Regions from separate parts of the Ovis aries genome. Here region 1 is linked to region 2. The links are chromatin contacts, called in public Hi-C maps. All regions are on one chromosome and are shown on one strand. The core of a region is the stretch at or near the end of the contact, and the rest is flanking DNA. Distances in the headings are between cores, read along the strand shown.

What was found. A called contact is a pair of places that touch in the nucleus more often than the background predicts.
Region 1: a Hi-C map of blood shows a contact between it and region 2, with 10 times the contacts expected there. The contact joins two enhancer-like sites. A contact is called at or near these places in 10 of 16 Hi-C or Micro-C datasets (blood, hypothalamus, liver and 5 more).

What each region holds. Positions count from the first base shown.
Region 1 is chr11:41,612,557-41,618,758 of ARS-UI_Ramb_v3.0, forward strand. No RefSeq gene overlaps it. Among named protein-coding and RNA genes, the nearest start is that of EIF1, 27 kb to the right of the region's middle. Within about 2 kb of position 3,410, at least 13 of the 54 cell types and tissues checked have an H3K27ac peak or open chromatin away from gene starts, as enhancers often do.
Region 2 is chr11:40,845,163-40,851,755 of ARS-UI_Ramb_v3.0, forward strand. No RefSeq gene overlaps it. Among named protein-coding and RNA genes, the nearest start is that of KRT23, 29 kb to the right of the region's middle. Within about 2 kb of position 4,504, at least 6 of the 54 cell types and tissues checked have an H3K27ac peak or open chromatin away from gene starts, as enhancers often do.

The DNA.
Region 1 (6,202 bases), core at 2,160-4,659, 770 kb after region 2:
GGAGCAGCCAGGGCCTTACCAGCTGCCAATGGGAAGAGGAGCATTCCTAGTGGCTAATATGCACAGGATTCTTCTAGACATTCAATCTGGTCTTCTTTCAAAAAAAAATACACATACAGAGCAGGTCATAAAATAACCCCTCCATGTGCTATTATCACACATTAAAATTACCCTGTTAATAGATAAAATGCAAATAGAACTCAATGAAAACTTTCCTTTCTTAAAGACATGTGAAAAGCAAAGTTCGAGGATTTAGAATGCTAGACATCCCAAAATATAGACTTTCTTTAAAAGCTTTTTTTTATTATTATTATTTTTAACTTTACAATATTGTATTAGTTTTGCCATACATCAACATAAATCCACCACGGGTGTACACGTGTTCCCAATCCTGAACCCCTCCCACCTCCCTCCCCATACCATTCCTCTGGGTCATCTAAGAAACAAAGCGCCAGTCTAGGTTCAATGCAGGATACAAAAGCTTTTTTTTTTTAATGTGGAGCATTTTTTAAGTCCTTGTGGAATTTGTTACAATATCACTTCTGTTTTACCTTTTGGTTTTTTGGCCATGGAGTATGCGGGATCTTAGTTCCCCAACCAGAGATCGAACCCACAACGCCTGCATTGGAAGGTGAAGTCTTAACCACTGAACCTCCAGGGAAGACCTTAGACATATTTTTAATATAAATAATCAGAGGGACAGACATAGTGTAGATGCTTAGTCCAAAAAGTGAACTTTTCTAAATTATATTATTGCCATACTTCTTACATGGTAAATGTAAAATAAATATTGAGTAAATCAGTTAAAAAAAATGTAGAGGAATGAAAGAAAGAAAAATGCACGTATAATCTCTGTGCAGCTCAGTGAATTTTCACAAAGTGAAACCAGCACCTGTATAACCAGCACCCGTATAACCGGCACCCAGATAACAAAACAATTTGAACATCTCCCAGAGCCCCCCACCATCCATCCCATGCTCTCTTCCAAGTACTAACCCCCCCACCCCAGGTAGGCATTACTAACAGCAGAGACTCATAGGACTGCTTTTGCGCTTCACATGATTGGGCTCATAATACAGCTCCCTTTATGTTTACTTGCTCAACATTATGTCTGCAAGGTCCTCTCACTGCTGGAGAGAATCCTGCTGTCTGAACACATGTGTGTGGGACTGCGACAGAGCATGGGAAAGGGCATTCAAAGCGGGGGAACCTGGTGGGGAGGCAGGGCGAAGGTAAGGAGGTGAGAAACAGCCCTGGGGGAATTTGAGGGGGAGGAAGCCAGGGAGGTGAGAAACAGCCCTGCCCCCAGCCTTGCTCCCATAGCAAGTGTCCAGAGCTTGGAGAAACTCGCAGGCACTCATTCTGATCCAAAGAGGGTCAGTGCTTAATGCCAGACCTGCTCCCAGGATGTGCCTCAGCCAGGAGCTAGGCGTGGGTCTGCAGCCCAAGGCCTCCACAGCATCCTGGCCCTGTGTCCCATCCACTGCTCCAGATTCCAGCCTGCTCCAACCCCACCTACCACTGCCCCCCACTCCTCCACCTGCAAGAAGACGAAAGGCACCAGAGACAAAGTAACCACGAGCAAGTAATATGCAAATGAACGAGACTCCCTGTATCTCCCCGGACAGTGGCCAGCGGGAGTGAGAGCCAGACCTCCAAGCTCCAAGTGGACAGACCAACCCCTCCCACTGACTCAGTCTTCCCACTAGCGCCTGGGATACACAAGCCCCACCCCCAAACCTTTACCCCAAAGCTCTAGTCTCCTGCGCTTCCTTCACCTACTAACTCGACTCTGAGTCATGGGGGCCTGCAGTATGGTGGCCCTGAGGTGGGCTCAGCCCCTGCCTTCCAGGACACAAACACAACCAAGAGCTGGCCTCAGGATGGCGATTCTCAGCCTTGAAATCACCTGGAGACTGGGGAACTCAGCAGTTCTGGGTGTGGTCCGAGACTCTGCGTTTCTGGCCAGCTCCCAGGGGATGCTGAAGCTCCTGATCCCAAGATACACTGCAAATAGCCAGTAGTATAGAAGTGTGTACCATGATGCCCCCAGGAACACAAAGGGGGCTCGGAGAAACGCAGGCAGGAGAGCAGTTAGGAAGCAGCAGGCCAGGATCAAATCTCAGTCCTGACCTGACTCTCGGTGAGCATGTGTCTCCCCATCCCAGAGCTCACAGTCCTGAGCCAAAAGGTGCCCACGCATAACAATTGACGGGACTTGCCTGGTGGTCCAGTGGTTAAGACTCCACACTTCCAATGCAGGGGACCAGGTTCGATTCCTCGTCAGGGAACTAAAAGCCCATATACAGCAACTAGAGAAGCCGTGTGCCCCCAGGAAAAGCCCACTCAGTGCAACGAGGTCTAATAAATAGAACAACTACCACCACCCCACCAGGTTCCCGAGGCTTCAGTGAGACAGGACTTGTCCCTGAAGCCTGGCCCATTGCAAGCCCTTCATACCTGGAGACATTAAAAACATATCCAAGGTTGACTAGGAAAGTGTCCAGGAAAGCTTTTGGGGGTGCAGGAAATATTCTCTATCTTGATTGGGTGGTGGCCCCTTGGGTAAATGCATTTATCAAAACTCATCAACTCTGCACTTAAGATGGGTGAATACTTCATTCCCTCAATTAAAGTTGAATTTTTACAGAGAGCAATGAGATTGGGCCTTGTAAGGTGATAAAGACAAAGATTTCATTAGGAGGAGGCAACTGCCCAGGTAGAGGCATGGAAGTGGGAAAAATGCAGCCACGGCCACAGGGAGGAGGGGAGGAGAGGGATCCCCTTAACTGACCACTTCTGCAAGGGGTTTAGGAGACCCAGGGCCAAAACTGGGAGGAGAATGTCCTGCCAAGTCCTCCAAGAGCTACTGAGCACCTACTGTATGCCAGGCACTGGTTTGGGACTTTACCTAGATCAGGGGTCACCCTCCCCAAGAGCTAAGAATGGCTTTTTACATTTTTTAGACTTTTTTTTTTTCAATAAAAGAACAACATATGAAAATTGGATGAAATTCAAAATTTAATGTCCACAAGTATTTATTGGAACACAGCCACACCCATGTGTTCAAGGGTTATTTCACACCTGGAGACCAGAATTGAGTAATTATGGAAGAGATCATCAGATGGCCAGTAAAACCTAGAAAAGGTTTGCTTCTTAATCCTGTAAGATAGAGGTTAAGACTGCACTATACGAAAGAGAAAAAATGAAGGTGCCACACAGCCCTCCTCCTTTGCTAAGGTTCTGACCTACGCCATCTCCAGGCAGGGCTGACCCCGCCTCCCTAGTCCTGCTTAGTAAACCCGACCCTCCGCATCCGAGCACCCAGTAGAGCGTCAGCGCCCCTGCCGGCGATCGGGGATTGGACCGAGCAAGTTGAGCCCCGACTCTTGCCGTCTACCGCCACCTGCTGGCCGTCTTTGGACGTGCATACAAGGGGTGGAGTCCGAGGGAGGGCGGGGCCGTGCGGACCTGTGTGGCACCGAGCGAGGCCAACCCGCAAACTCTTCCAGGCCGACTGAAGTCTTCAAACTTGTGTCCACTGACAACGTTTCAGGTCGTCCCTGATTATTTGATGGGTGAGAATACAATTGGCAGTGCCCAGCAGGGTGTCCAGATGCTTAAAAACGTTAGGTGTTAATTGTGTCTTTGAGACTCGGGGAGGGGAGGGGCGGGCGTTGGTGAAGGGGGTGCCCTGAGCAAGGAACAAGAGCTGCAGCCAGAGGGTGGCTGGAAGATACTTGAAATATCATCAACTGACCCAAATCTCCTGACCATGCATTGGGCTTTTCGTGCTTCTTTCATTCTTTCTTACCTTCATTCACTCCTCAATTCTTTCAAGAAACCTTTCTTGAGCACTGAAGGAGGCACCCCACTGCACCGAGAACAGGACAGTGTTCTGTCAGGTATATCTGACAGTCCAGCGGGGACGAGTATTACCCGTTAATTTCTGTAAGGCATGCGTGCTAAGTGCTAAAGCCACTTCAGTCATATCTGACTCTTTGCAACCCTATGGCTGTAGACCAACAGGCTCCTCTGTCCATGAGATTATCCAGGCAAGAATACTGGGGTGGGTTGCCATTTTCCCCTCCAGGAGATCATCCCAACCCAGGGATTGAACCTGCGTCTCTTGTGTCTCCTGCATTGGCAGGCATATTCTTTACTACTGAGCTACCTGGGAAAGATCAGTAAGGCATGAAGAGGCATATTTAGGGGGAATGGAGAAGCCTAAACCAGCAGAGCAGCACTCAAGGCATTGGGGAGTGCTTGGAACGGCCTGAAGGTGGGCGAGTTAGCCAGACAAGAGGGAGTGTGCGTGTGCAAAGGCCCAGAGGTGTGTGTGCCCAACAAGTTGCTGAAGAAAGGCCAGAAAGGCAGGAACACAGAGAACAGCCGGGAGAGGAGGCAAGACGAGGCTGGAGGGTGAAGGGAACTGTGCCAGGCTGTGTCTGCCAGGGTCTACCGACAGCCCCTGAAAGGCCCACAAAGAGGCAAATCACTTCTGCTCTTCAGGTTCACCCTTCCATGACTGGGCAGTTCTGATTGCTGCAAAGCCCTTCATTCTGGGATGAATCAGCCAGCTGTATGCTCCCCTGCCCACAGGCTCCTGTCCTGCTCAGGCCATGCATAGGCAGAGCCCCCAGAACAGCCTCTCACCCCTTTACACCCTCACTGGCTCTTCCCTGAGGGAGGCAGCCTCGCAAGGTGGGGTGGGGGGAAGGCTCCAGGTGCAAATCCCAGCTCATCCCCTTAAAGGCTGTGTGACTTTGGGCACCTTACGTAACCTCTCTGAACCTCAATTCTCTCCTCTGTGTAAGAGGCATAACCCTGCTCACCTCAGAGTGGGCGCACTTACAGGAATGGAGGCAGGACGTGCTCCCCCTCCCAGGTGCTCCCCCAGCGCCCCAGGCTGACCTGTGACACGGGTGGTAGGTGTTGGTCATCAGGGCACACTCCTTGTTTGCCATTTCACTCCCACTACAGTGCCTGCCACTCAGTGGGTGTGCAATAGTGTGAACTGAATAAATGAGTGAGTGAATGATTACTGATTACAGGCAAACCCACAATTGCCACTTGGGACATAAGCCAGCACAATTACAAATGGTAACAATGCCCACAGCTCCCCAGCTTAGCCAGCAGCACCCTCACTCCCATCACATCCCAGGTGAGGGTTGTGGTGGTTGTTCAGTCACTTAGTCGTGTCCGACTCTTCATGACCCCATGGACTGCAGCATGCCAGGCTTCAAGAGCAGTGGCCCAGAAGACAAGTCCATTAGGAAATCAGTCCTGAATATTCATTGGAAGGACTGATGCTGAAGCTGAAACTCCAATACTTTGGCCACCTGATGTGAAGAACTGACTGATTGGAAAAGACCCAGATGCTGGGAAAGATTGAAGACAGGAGGAGAAGGGGACGACAGAGGATGAGATGGTTGGATGGCATCCCCGACTCGATGGACATAAGTTTGAGCAAGCTCCGGGAGTGGTGATGGACAGGGAAGCCTGGCATGCTGCAGTCCATGGGGTCGCAAACAGTCTGACACAACTGAGCGACTGAACTGAGCCGAACTTCGAAGCTGGAGGAAGTTCAAGGCTGGGCTCCGCGTGCTCGCGGCGCCCTCTGCTGGGCAGACCCGTCGTTGCGTGCCCCGGGAAGAGGTGGAAGGACACGCAGTCTCTACCCGACCCAGCTCTCCCTGAGAATTGCTAGGGGTAATCCCTCCCCTTCACCACCCAACTCCTCTCCCCAGGGAAGCCCCAGGCTGTCCCTGACCCTCTCCAGACATCTTTGCCCTTCGCCTCAGGCAGACCCATTTCAGACATCCCTAAATCTACCCCGTCCTGCCCCTGCTTTCTCAGTTGGTCTCAATGGTCAAATGTTGGAGCGGAAAGGACTCCAATAATAAACAGCAATAGCAAATGGGGTCTTCCCTGGCTGTCCAGCAGTTAAGACTCTGCTTTCCAATGCGGGGCGGGGGGGGGGGGGGGGATCCCTGGTGGGAACTAAGGTCCCACATGCCTTGAGTGCAGCCAAAAGTTAAAAATAAAGCCCCCTCTCTGTTCCAACATCGCCCCTCTTCTGGCACCTTGCCCCTCTTCTGGGCCACACAGAATCCCGGAAAAGCAGAGAGTGTGATGACCGTCAGATGATTAGTGCAATCATCATTTCGCCTTCCGAAAAATTGGGGCAAGGGGACTGGAA
Region 2 (6,593 bases), core at 3,254-5,753:
TTTTGCCTTTTGATCTGTTGAAAGATAAACAAGATACTTGGATGCCTTGAAGACATAGATGCCAGTATGGAAATAATCCCTGACAAGTTGTCTTGCAAAGGGAGCCAGCACTTACAACAGGGGATAATTGTAAAGGCAGGAACTGGAAAAAAATATTTTTCTGCTGCTTAACTTCAAACCCATTTTTGTACTTGTTTTGTAAATGGATTTTGTCTCCTACAAGCCTGAGTGGGTTTGAGGGGAAGTGAGGTAGAACAGTTGCTGCCTGCAGCTCTAATTCCTCTTCCCCTCCTCCTAACTCTCCACCCTCTCCCAACTCCACTTCTGCTAGCTGAAGGTTACTTGCCCTGTCTGTGCCCTCAAAGAAACACTTAGCTGAGCATGTGCGTGCGAGCTAAGTCGCCTCATTCGTGGTCGACTCTTTTCGACCCTATGGACGGTAGCCCACCAGGCTCCGCTGTCCATGGGATTCTCCAGGCAGGGATACTGGAGTGGGTTGCCATGCCCTCCTGCAGGGGATCTTCCCAACCCAGAGACCAAACCTGCATCTCTTGTGGCTCCTGCATTGTAGGCAAATTCTTTGCCACTGAGCTGACTGCAGAGGAGCGGAAATGAGAAGAGACCAAGAGAAGGAGAACCTGTGGAGGTGCTTTTTATATTGAGATGATTTTATATAAGTATATAAATGTCAGAGGTTACTTGCAGGCACCGAAACAAAGCTTGGGTGGGGGCAGGCAGGATGCAGATATCTGTGGGCCTCAAGTCTCCCCTGCTCTGGGACCCAGACAAGCACAGCGGTGCCTTCCAGACATCATTCGGATCCTTTCAGTGTACCAGAGACCACCTAGAAGGGGTATTTCTAAAGGGCTATGGGAATAGGCCCTGAATTCTCCCCCATGCATGTTCCTGGTGGGGGAGGTGAGGCAGATCTGATTCCAAGCACTACCAGGAAGATCCTGGAGAGTATTTGTGCATCAAAGCCTCGAACTCCCAGCCCTGAACTCCACTGTTCCCCCACTTCACGTGTTTCTGTTTCCCTCTCACCCAGCCTTTGAGTGTCTTGATACCTAAAGTGTCTCAAGCTGTGGTTTTAACTCTATGCCTGCTGTAAAAATGACCCTGATGCTGGGGAAAATTGAAGGCAAAAGGAGAAGAGGGCGGCAGAGGATGAGATGGTTGGATAGCGGCTCTGATCAATAGACATGAACGTGGGCAAACTCCAGGAGATGGTGAGGGACAGAGAGACATGGAGCGCAGCAGTCCATGGGGTCGCAAAGAGTGAGACACGACTTAGCAACTGGAAAACAACAACAAATGCTGTAAAAGTGGTTAGCAGGCCTGTGCTTGTCCCTGGGGGCTTATTTCCTCCTTCCGGTTCCTGTGACTGGGGGAGGGACATCTGCTATTAGAAGGTAGCCCCACTGTGGCCTCAGTCAGAACCTGATCCTGGTCACCCTACCCTCTGGTTGGCCCAGGGACAGTGTGGCTGGGGTGGAAGACAGCAGACTTGAGTGCTGTCACCTCCTCCCTTGGGTCATATTGGCCTCAGGTGCGTCTACATGAGAGGTAGGGGTAGAGGAGGAAGATAGACGATAATTTGTCTCCTGTAGAGAGGTCTCTTCTAGAAACTTCTAACCACCTAACGTGGTAGAGGGAAGAAGAAAGGACAGAGTGAGAAATGGAATCACCCACATCCCCACAATAAGGTCTCTTGCCAGTGTTCCAGCCCTTTGTACATGTGGGAATGATTAAAGATGCTACCTCCTTCCCCAGAGCTGCTCATCCAACCCTTAGCGCTGTAGCAAATGAGGTTCATAAGCTTTTAGCTGACTATTGTCTTTGTGTGTATGTTAAATCTTTCTCTGGAGAACAAAAAGGTCAATAAATTTAGATTTTCCATGGCTTCCCCAAATGCCTGGATGAATGTTTTCTTGGAATGCCCTAATTTGGTCTATCAGTTGATTATTATTTTCAGAGGACATTAATGACAACTCAGGCGTGATGTCTACAAAGCCTCACATTAAGGCAGCTTGCATGGCAAACCTGCCATTCAGGTAATGATGGCTGCCCTCTGGAAAAATAGGCTGGGGCCTGGTGGGGGGAAGTCACATGGTAATACCTGGATGCTTGGGAAGGGTGTGAGGCCAACTGTAGGACTTGACTTGGTGGAACTGGGCAGAAGGGTCAGGGATGGCTTTATGAAGTTTTTGTTGAGTGTGGGAGAAAATTCCAAGAGGGTGGAAAAAGCTTTACTGAAGAGACTTGTTTTCTTTTTGTCTCTTAGCTTAAATCAATTTCCTTATCATGAAACCGGCAAAGGTAGTAATTATAATGACTACCTACCATGATTATGGGTACCAGGAACGGCAGTTGGGCAAAAGGACTGTTTTGTATATTTTAACTTGCTTCTCTGAAGTTCTGACTTCACTAACTTCCTTGTTTTGTCTTCCTAATGGGGATTGGCTCCATAGTAGTCACATGTTAGGAACGTCATACATATTTCTTGATTGGTTCTTATTCCAATTCACGTGTGAGTTCTTGAAAACAGAGACAAAAACATCAATAACAATGAAAGCAACCAATCCAAGCTGGGTTAGTTTAGTGTGGAACAGGACATCATTTCACAGAGTTGTTGGTTTCCTTAAAACTTCAGACATCATTTAGTTCTCTGAATAAAAAAATGGTCCTTGCAGATTATTTAGGAAGAATGTTGTAAGTGGATATTTGTATGTAAATAGTGGCGTACTTGTTATTGCCATATGTGCTATGCAATAGACAATATTGACAAGGCATTTTGCATCCTCATCAATGATTCTGGATAGTGGTGAACCTTCCGGGTCTTGTGATAATACATGGACGCCAGAAATAGTCTGGGACAAGGTGATGGGTCTCCTTAAGCTTCCAGACTGTTCTGTTCTCTACTCTTGACTAGAACCAAGAGACACCTTCTTTCAAGCCCTCCCTTAGTGCTCCTGTAAGCTTTCCTCACTTTGAAAAGACGATGCTAATGGGATTCTGGTGTGCTGCCTTTCCTGCATGACATCTATGGAGACAGCTTAGAGATAAGACTTTCAGTCTAGCGGATAGACTGACGTGGATTGAATGCATATCTATAATCCAGGTGCGGTTGGTAAATCAGCAGCCTCAGCATCATCTGGGAGCTTGTGAAAATGCAGAATCTTAGGCCCTAACCCAGACCTACTAGAAACCCAGATCTGCATTTGTAATAAGAATCCCATGTTATAGGTATGAATATTAAGATTTAAGAGGCACTGAGATATATATATATATATATATATATATATATATATATATAGTTATATGTGTTATATATATATATAAAACTTGGGATTAGATATTGACTCCCAAACTACTACTTCCTAGAGTGTTGGAAATCCTTACAGCATATTTTTGTGATGGGGGGACTCTGGATACAATATTTTTAACAGATGACTCTTGAACATGTTCTGACTATGGCCCGGCCATCATGACCATCTTCTCTTTATCCTTCTCTTTTTTTCTCATTCTCTGAAAATATGGGGAGAGATATTTTTGGTAGAAAGTAGGAGTGAGCATAAGGTCAGACTAAGGGGTGAGGTCCTCTGGTTTTGGAACTTGCTAAGCTCCTCTCTGGTGTTGACTAGTAGGGTTTTAGGCAAGTTAAGAGAATACCTCTAGGGCACAGAGGAGCGAATGCTTCAAGATTTGGGTAATAGGAAGGGAGTTCTCAGGTCAAAAACTCTGTTCCTGCCTAGTCCTGGGTATTTCCAGCTCTTGTGTATTATTTTAGTACCATGCCCATTCAGATTTCTTATCCCTGCACCTTCACCTTAGATAGAAACCATCAGCAAGAGTTCATCAAAGCATGTTGCCTCTGTCTAGGTTTTCCATAGCTCTTTAACAACAATTTTTGACTTTGTGCAACACAGTAGAAAGAATCTTGGGTACAAATGTTGGTGTCATCATTTTTAGCTATGTGACCACAGGTCAATTAGTTCACTCCATTTGAGTCCCAGTTTCCTCAACTCTAAAATGAGGATAATCAAACCTTACAGGGTTGTGATAAGCGTTAAATGAGGCTATGGGTGCAGAACTCAGTCAAGAAGAGTTGTTACTGTTAAAAGTTTTTTAAAATATATGTGTGTATGTATGTCACATATATGAGTGTTGGGCATGCATCCGTTAAAAATTAGCATAAAGTGACTTATAGTTTTTAATCTTGGTGGCTCAGTGGTGAAGAATCTGCCTGCCAGTGCAGGATTTCAATCCCTGGGTCAGAAAGATTCCCCTGGAGGAGGAAATGGCAACCGATTCCCGTATTTTTGCCTGGAAAATCCCATGGACAGAGGAACCTGGCAGGTACAGTCTATGGAGTCACAAAAGAGTTGGCTACAACTTAGTGACTAAGTTTTTTAGATGGCTCCTAATTTAAATTTCAAAGAGACCTTATGGTGAGCAGGACAGTCCATGTACTGGTGTGACTAACACATACACACATACGAACTTCTTTGGTAAAAACTGTGAGTATGGTTAGGTCATCAGATTCTGAAGTATGTCAGAGACAGTCTTCTTTTCCTTTTTTGCATGACCTCACTGCAAATATATTTTAGAAACCCTCTAATCCTCTTCAGGAAGATGGTGACAGGTAGATGTTGTAATAGAATAAATGAGATGCAGAGTGAGTCACACACAGGAATGATCCCAGGCATCTAGGAAGTTGGAAAACCAATGTTGTTATGATACACAAATAACCAACAAAACACTTCAGGGTACCTATCTATCTATCCAACCAAAAATCTTAAAAGTATTTGTGGATTAAAGGCCATGTACGAGTATAGTATTTAATGTTCAGCACTGTGGAAAAAAAAAAACATGCCTAGAATGAATGGACAATAGTCTAGGGTCTTAATGACTTAAAAACTTAAACATTATAACAACTTGATGGTTGTGATCATCTTAATCTGTACAGGCCTTAATAGTTTCTTGGTCAAGGAGGACTTTGCTTACCTACACTGAAAACAGATCACCTTTCAGTGAAACTCTTGATCTATGTCATACCTACCAAGTATTTAGAGAGAAGTTGTTAATGTGCCTGGAATGAGGAACGTAAACACAGAGTTGAAAGGAACTGAAACTCAAAGATATGATGGAAAAGAATTTACTTGGGCATTCTCACATGCTCTTTTCCGGGTTGGACTTACACTGCTTGGTCCCCCATTTGTGAAGAGACACAGAGGGAAGCTGTGAAGATACTGGAGCATTGGCTTTACTCTGTCCCATCTTTGAAGAGTGAAGACTTTGGCTTTTTTTTTGAAAGCTCTGGTGCTTCACCTATGGTTACTGGACCAGGACTTCTGTAGAGATCCAGTTCAATGTTAAAATGATTACAAAGCTTGGTAGAAAGTTGGATGGGATGCTAATAGACTAGTTTCATTTATTTATTTGTATTAGACTTTTTGTTGTGTATTGAATTTCAGGTAGACAGAACAGGGACTCAGCCATACGTGTACACGTATCCATTCTTCCCCAAACTCCCCTTCCATCCAGGCTGCCACATAACATCGCTAATGGACTAGCTTTAAGTCAGCTATTGTCACTGAGCAAATAATAGACTCTTCTATTTTAAATACTTTGTTTTGTTTATCCACTGCTGCATGAAAAACTACCCCAACATATACTGGCTTTAAACAACAGCTGTTCTATCTTTCCATAATTCCATGGGTCCCAATTTCAGATATAGCATACTAAAATGGCTTGTCTTTGCTGTATGGTATCTGGGACCTCAGCTGGGTTGGCGTGAATGGCTAAGAACTAGCTGGAATGGCTTGATCTGAGTTATAGGTCTGGAGCTTCAGTTATGGCTGTTGATTGGTTTCTTCAGTTTTCCTTCGTGTGGCCTCTCCAGGAGGCTAGCTTAGACTTATTCAGTGTGATAGTTTTAGGGTAAATGAACTTTTTACATGGTAGGTGGCTTCTTAGAAAGAGCAGTCCAAGGGGTAAGGCTAATGTGTAAGCATTTATCAAACCTCTGCTTCATCATGCTTGCTGATGTTCCATTGGTCAAATCAAGTCATGGCCCAGGACAAAGTAAATATGGGAGAAATTACAGAAAGGCATGAGTCCCAGGGCAGGGGGTATGTGGGGTAGGGTGATGGTGGTGGTAGTATGGATTCCTTGGGGCCACCAGTATCTACTGCATAATCAGAAATTAGTATCCATTTTCTAAAGTGAAAGGCTAGATAGGTGTATATGTAACCATAATACAATGTTGCTTGATGTCCATAAAATGTAATTTTGGAATTATATTACTTTTTCCCCTGGAGAAATGGTATGGTATATCATCTGGCACAATATAAGCTTTAAAAAAATGTCCATGCCACATATAGTCTATGTAAAATAATTTATTTAAGACCATATGTAGAGAAAATAAAAATGCTCAACCTCTAGTACCTATCTTAGGCTTACTTTTTTCTTGCAATTACTGGCATTTTTGCAAATTGTTTCAACTTAAGAGTTAATACCCTAATTATCTTGACTTTTCAATAGTTCATGTTTAGAATTGTTATTTTTAATTTGCTATGAGTTTGGGGTCA